Linked DNA regions of Sus scrofa: region 2 is linked to region 1. The links are chromatin contacts, called in public HiChIP or PLAC-seq maps. All regions are on one chromosome and are shown on one strand. Each heading gives the region's core, a stretch centred on a gene start, on an enhancer-like site or on the middle of the called end of the contact. The rest is flanking DNA. Distances are from core to core; before and after follow the strand shown.

What was found. HiChIP or PLAC-seq counts read pairs in DNA pulled down with a chosen protein or histone mark.
Region 2: a contact with region 1 is called in an H3K27ac HiChIP or PLAC-seq map of alveolar macrophages. The contact joins the promoter of IRF9 here to the promoter of GMPR2 in region 1. A contact is called at or near these places in 12 of 47 Hi-C or Micro-C datasets (alveolar macrophages, blood, embryonic fibroblasts and 5 more) and 2 of 2 datasets of contacts at active chromatin or transcription factors (alveolar macrophages and skeletal muscle).

What each region holds. Positions count from the first base shown.
Region 1 is chr7:75,068,665-75,071,460 of Sscrofa11.1, forward strand. GMPR2 (GMP reductase 2) reads right to left here and starts at 1,415. Exons shown (of 10, transcript XM_001928014.5): 1 at 1,005-1,415; 2 at 547-667; 3 at 281-400. The coding sequence starts at 633. NEDD8 reads left to right here and starts at 1,283. Exons shown (of 4, transcript XM_003128544.4): 1 at 1,283-1,606. The coding sequence starts at 1,589.
Region 2 is chr7:75,138,278-75,141,073 of Sscrofa11.1, forward strand. IRF9 (interferon regulatory factor 9) reads right to left here and starts at 1,364. Exons shown (of 9, transcript NM_001078670.1): 1 at 1,286-1,364; 2 at 78-258. The coding sequence starts at 257.

The DNA of each region.
Region 1 (2,796 bases), core at 165-2,664:
AATTAAAACTATATATCTGATAAGGGGTTAATATTCAAACATATAAAGAACTCATACAACTCAAAAGCGAAAAAAAAAACCCACAAAAAACCAACTTAAAAATCCAGATGGCCTTTTGAATCCAGATAAAGGGGTCTTAGTACTGCTTTAAAACAGTAAATTGAGCATCCTCACTGTTAATTGCTAGAGTTGACCTGAGATAGGGGTGGAGATGCAGATACCTCTGCAGTCAGCCCCCAAACCTGGACACTATGAGGAAGGGGCACAAGGGAAGTCCTACCTTACAAAGAACCTTGGCCATCTCAAAGGTACCCACAGTATCCATATTGGCAGCGATAATGGGGATCCCAGTGTACATCTGCTTTGAGTTCCGAAATGAAAAGGATCTTGTGAGATCCACCTGCAGATAGGAACAGGACACTGAGCATTTATTGATCCAAAAGACAAGTATTGCAGGAGGGCAAGAGCCAGGAATCTGTCTCAGTCCTGGCCCACCAGGAGCAATTAGGTGGGCTCAAGAAGAAGCAACAAAGGAAGCAGGCTCACCTCACTTCGAGACTTAAGGGTACTGCGTTTGGGTCTCAGCAGGACATCCTTGAAGTCCAGTTTGACGTCGTTGTCGATGTGAGGCATGGCAGGGACTTCGGGGTAGTGACGAATTTGAGACCTGGAGGGTAGGAAAAGTAAGGAAGTGGTAGCTGAACCAATCTCCTCTTAGGCCTTAATGGCAGGGCTTCTTGCTTAGATGTGGAAGATCAGAGCACTGGCCGAGGCACGGTCCGTGAAGACAGTCACCTCAGACCTGTCCCGTGGTTTCAATTATTATTGGTGTTTCCATCCCACGTACTATTTCCTGGAGGAGAAGAACTGGAGCGGAGTCGTGAGTGACCCTAGAAAGGTCACTCTTCTTTTTCCTGCCCTTGCAAAGAGAAATTTGGGGTAAGAAGCCGACCAGGAGGGAACAGTGGGGTCCCATAACCAGCTTCCGGAGTAGGGGTACTCACTTCCTCTCGTCGAGGCCCAGGTGGCAGTTGACCGAAGGTCCTCTTGCTTAGCAACTAGCCTCGCGCAGCTCCGCTGACCTTCGTGGGCCACACTAACAGGTTCCGCTAATAGCCAGAGAGAACAATTAACCAAGGAATTCCAGCTTCGGTGGAGGACCTGAGAAGACTTCTGGGTAACAGAGTTCACACGCTGAGAATGCCGTTGGATTCAAGGGACAGGAGACTACAACTCCCAGGGTGGGACGCGCGGGCCTGCTCCTTGGCATGATGGGAGAAGTAATTCGTCCCGCCCCCACTGTCCACTAGCCCTGGCTCGCTAGGGACTCTCAGGATCGGAGTGGCGTCATCTCTGCTGTAACTAAACGGACTGCCTTCTTTTTTTATGCCCCCAAAAAGAAACGCGAGAGCACTTCTGAGCCTTTCCAGAACCCCGTGGAAAGGAGGGGGTGGAGCGGGTGGGTGGAGCCAGACAGTGACCCGGAAGCAGAAGTGACTTCTACAGGCGGAGTGCTGGGGAGCGGTAGCGGCGACCGCAGCGGCAGAAGCAGCAATTTACCTGTGTGCAGCTCTAAACTGGGAGGAAGATGCTAATTAAAGTGAAGGTGGGAGCACTGCTACCCTTGCCAAGACTCAGTGGTACTGGGCTGGCCGCAGTGCCTTAAGGGAGAAGCCGGGAAGGAAAACCATGCCTTTCCCGAGCCTGGAGGGGGCTGACAGCCTCGGGACTCCGCGCGAGGGGTGATGGGATGGGGGGGGGGGGGGCAAGAGGGCTTTGAGAGCTAGGGGTTGGCCCAGCCAGCGGACCCTGGGGTCTCGGCAGTGGTTGCTTTCACTCCAGGTGTGTGCCTTGACGCAGAAAGAGGCCGCCTTTGTTTGGGCTCTCTCTGTATTCGAACCGCCGCAGTCATAGAGAAGGCCTAGCAGCATTTTGGTCTCCTTCTCTCTCGTATTCTTGGAATAAGCTCTGTTCTCCATCCTTCATACCCAGATAACCTGCTTCTCCCAGCCCCTAACGTAGGTTCCTCTGAGCACAGCACCAAAAGGTTAGCCTAGGGAACTGGGAGCCTCCCAGGAACTAGACTGTAAGCCTTTGCTAGTTGTCGCCAAGGTGTAGTGCCTCAGCCGGCCGTCAGGAAACAAAGCTGGGAGCGTGTTCAGTCAGCACCTGTCTTTCTGACCCAGCATCCTGGACCAGTCTCACTTCCTTGACTGAGGCAGGTTAGTTATCAGTGCCCTAGTTCTTGTTAGTTTCAAGTGTTTCCTTCATCTCTATCCCGCCTCCTGTGATTCCTCACCAACCCTCATTAATCTTATCTACTATTTCCTCCTGTGTACCCTCAGACAGAGAGGCAAAAACGAACAATTGATGCAGTGCAACGTTATTTAGGTTTTATTACAGCTAAGTAAGTCTATCGTTATTTTGTGAGCTCCTTAGTGTATTTACCATGCATAATAACCATTAACCTCTTTAGTCCTTCTGATCCACCTCCACCTCTTAGCTAAGGATTGAGGCCAGGAGGCATGTTAAAGGCTATTATTTTTTATTATTATTACTCAAATGAATTTATCACGTTTGTAGTTGTATAATGATCATAACAATCTGATTTCACAGGATTTCCATCCCACAGCCCAAGCACATCCCCCCACCCCCCAAACTGTCTCCTCCAGAAACCATAAGTTTTTCAATGCCTGTGAGTCAGCATCTGTTCTGCAAAGAAGTTCAGTCTGTCCTTTTTTCAGATTCCACATGTCAGTGAAATCATTTGATGTTGGTGTCTCATTGTATGGCATG
Region 2 (2,796 bases), core at 114-2,613, 70 kb after region 1:
ACAACGCCTCGAGGGGGAGAGCGCCAGTGTATATACTCCGTCCCTCCCTCTGAGGGGCCGGTTTCCAGGCCCTTCACCTTGAAGAAGGCTGCATCCTGATCCTCCCGGAAATCCTGCTTGCCCGCATGCTTCCAGGGAATCCGGAACATGGTCTTGGCGTCGTCGTCCCAGCACACTCCTGGGAACTGCCCGCTCTCCACTTGCTCCACCACCCAGTTCCGGAGCTTTCGGGTGCAGCGAGCCCTGCCTGAAGCCATCCTGGGGATAAGATCAGTGGGAAGCTGTCACTGGACATTTTGGGAAGAGTGAGATCCTCGCCAGAGGGACTGGATTCTGGCAAAGGGCTGCCAGAGACCCCCTCTGTCTTTTGTCTCTGGACATATCTCAGAATTCTGAGGCTGAATTGTTTTGTTTCTGTCATCACTAGCAATCACCGGAAATACTTTAACATCCCAAGATGTAGCATCTGGAGTTCCTGTTGTGGCGCAGTGGTTAACAAATCCGACTAGGAACCATGAGGTTGCAGGTTCGATCCCTGGCCTTGCTCAGTGAGTTAAGGATCCAGCGTTGCCGTGAGCTGTGGTGTAGGTCGCAGACGCAGCTCGGATCCCACGCTGCTGTGGCTCTGGCTGTGGCCGGTGGATACAGCTCTGATTAGACCCCTAGCCTGGGAACCTCCATGAGCCTCGGAAACGGCCTTAGAAAAGGCAAAAAGACAAACAAACAGGCAAACTACCAAGATGTAGCATCTGGAAGGCAACAGGAATTGGTCTTAAGACTTTTTAGGAATCTATTGTTTGGAAGGAAAATGCCCTGGTGTCCTGCTCCCAGTGAGAGAGCTTGACACCCCCAAGCATTTGCAGATACAGCAGCTGCTTGAGATGCCTCATCAACCCTCTTCACCCACCATCCCCACAACTTATCCTTTGATGCCCCCTAACCCTCCCCCCTGCTTGTCCCAGGGGTAGGTGGGGCAGAGAGAGGGGGCAGAGCTGGGGCGGAAGTGGGCAGGGCCAGAAGGCAGCAAAACAATCGGGGATGGGGCAATGCCTTCTTCCCTCAAGAACCCGGTAGTAGGTCCTCCTGTCCTTTGCCAACAGATAAGGTGTGGGACACCGGCCCCTGACCAGTCTTTCACTCAAGCCAAACTTCCAGCTCCCTGGTTCACAAGCCTTCTGGTATTCCTCTGTCTAGCAGGGGGGTCCCTAGGAGCCCCCACCCACCACCTCCCGCAGGGCTTCCCCGACCTTGACCCAGGCTGACAGCCGTTTTTGGTTAATCTTACCTGAGCTGCTGTGCAGGCTGTCCCAGGGCTCAGCCGACCACAGCTCAGCTCCCGGCTAGGCAGCTTCTGGATTTCTCCGCCCCTTTCTACAGTCCCCACCCTAAGTTTCAGTTCTCCTTCAGGGAGGTCCGTTTCCCCGAAATCACGTGGTCTCCGAGTTGCAGGGCAACTGGTTGCCACTAGGGGGAAGCAGCAGCTGAGATGCTTATGGTTGGCCCGCTGGGCCTCATTCCCTTTCCTCCCTCAGGACACTTCTTGCTCGGATCCCACCATCTCTGTGACACAGCTGCTTCCCCAGGGAGGCTGCAGTATCCTGGAGTCTGGCCTGGGGCCGCTGGTTAGCTCTGTACTACTTGGGCATCTGCCTTCCCCTACAGTGCCTGCTTGCTACCTACTAGGTGAGCCCACACATCAGCTGGATTTGGTGAAAGCAAGGAGGCAGGGAAAGAGAAGCTCAGGCCAGGGGGCTGGATGCGGAGGGCCTCCCCTGGCCAGCCGCGAGGCCAGTTCCTTCTTGGCCTGAGTCCAGAGTGGGCTGGTCAGCGGGCTGAGGGAGCCCTTTTGGCAAAGCTCTGTTCACCACCCCCCCTTCCCTGGTGCCCCCAGATGGTGGGGTCAGGAAGAAGGACCACCAAGAAGCCTGGGCAAGGAAATGCCTCTTTATTAGTGCTGGAGCTGCTCCTGAGGAAGTCGGACCAAGGGACCCTCGCCCTCAGCTACTTCCTCCTGCGGGGGATACTCTGTCCCAAGGGCACCTCTTCTATCAGCTTCTGCAGAAGGAGAGAGAAGATGATGAAACGAAGCACAGGGCTCAGACACAGGCAGGACAGGGGATTTCTAGGGAGTGGGCTCAGGGGCCAGGCCGGGGGAAGGCTTTACCTGCAATAAGCGTGCGTGATAGGTTGGGGGATCCTCCCCAGGCAGCGGCTGGGGGTGCATGTGCAGGTAGCGCTCGGCAGCTGTCTCCAGCTCCTCCACCTCATACAGGGTGGCTGGGTCCAGAGAGTGGGCATTGATGAGGCTCACAAGATATTCTTTGTAGTGTGCCCTGGGGAGATGATAGAGCGAAATATTTGTTCTTCTGTTTGGCTGATCCTCGGATGAACAAGACCGACACCCCTCACCCGTGGCTCGGTAGGCGCTTGCCAACCTGCGCCCACTGCCTGCTACTACCTCTCTTTGCCTCTTGCCTGGAAGGGCCCCATCTCCCACTCCTTGCAGGACCTACTGATCCCAGAGACCCAGTCCCTCTGTCTCCCCCCCACTGCCATGCTTCATGCCCTGCCTGCCACTCACTGGCAGAGGCCAGCATAGCCAGCAGGAGTCTCCTTGCCACAGGCTTCGTCCCGGAAGCCATTGGGCACCTCCTTCTGCTCCATCACTCGGCAGCCACCTAGGGGTAAGGGAAGGAAGGGACTCTGTCAGGGGGAGGAAGGCCATGGACCACAAAGCCCCAAGAGAGCTGGGATATGACAGAGGCATGGGAGGCAGCCTCCAGGGAGGGAACACAG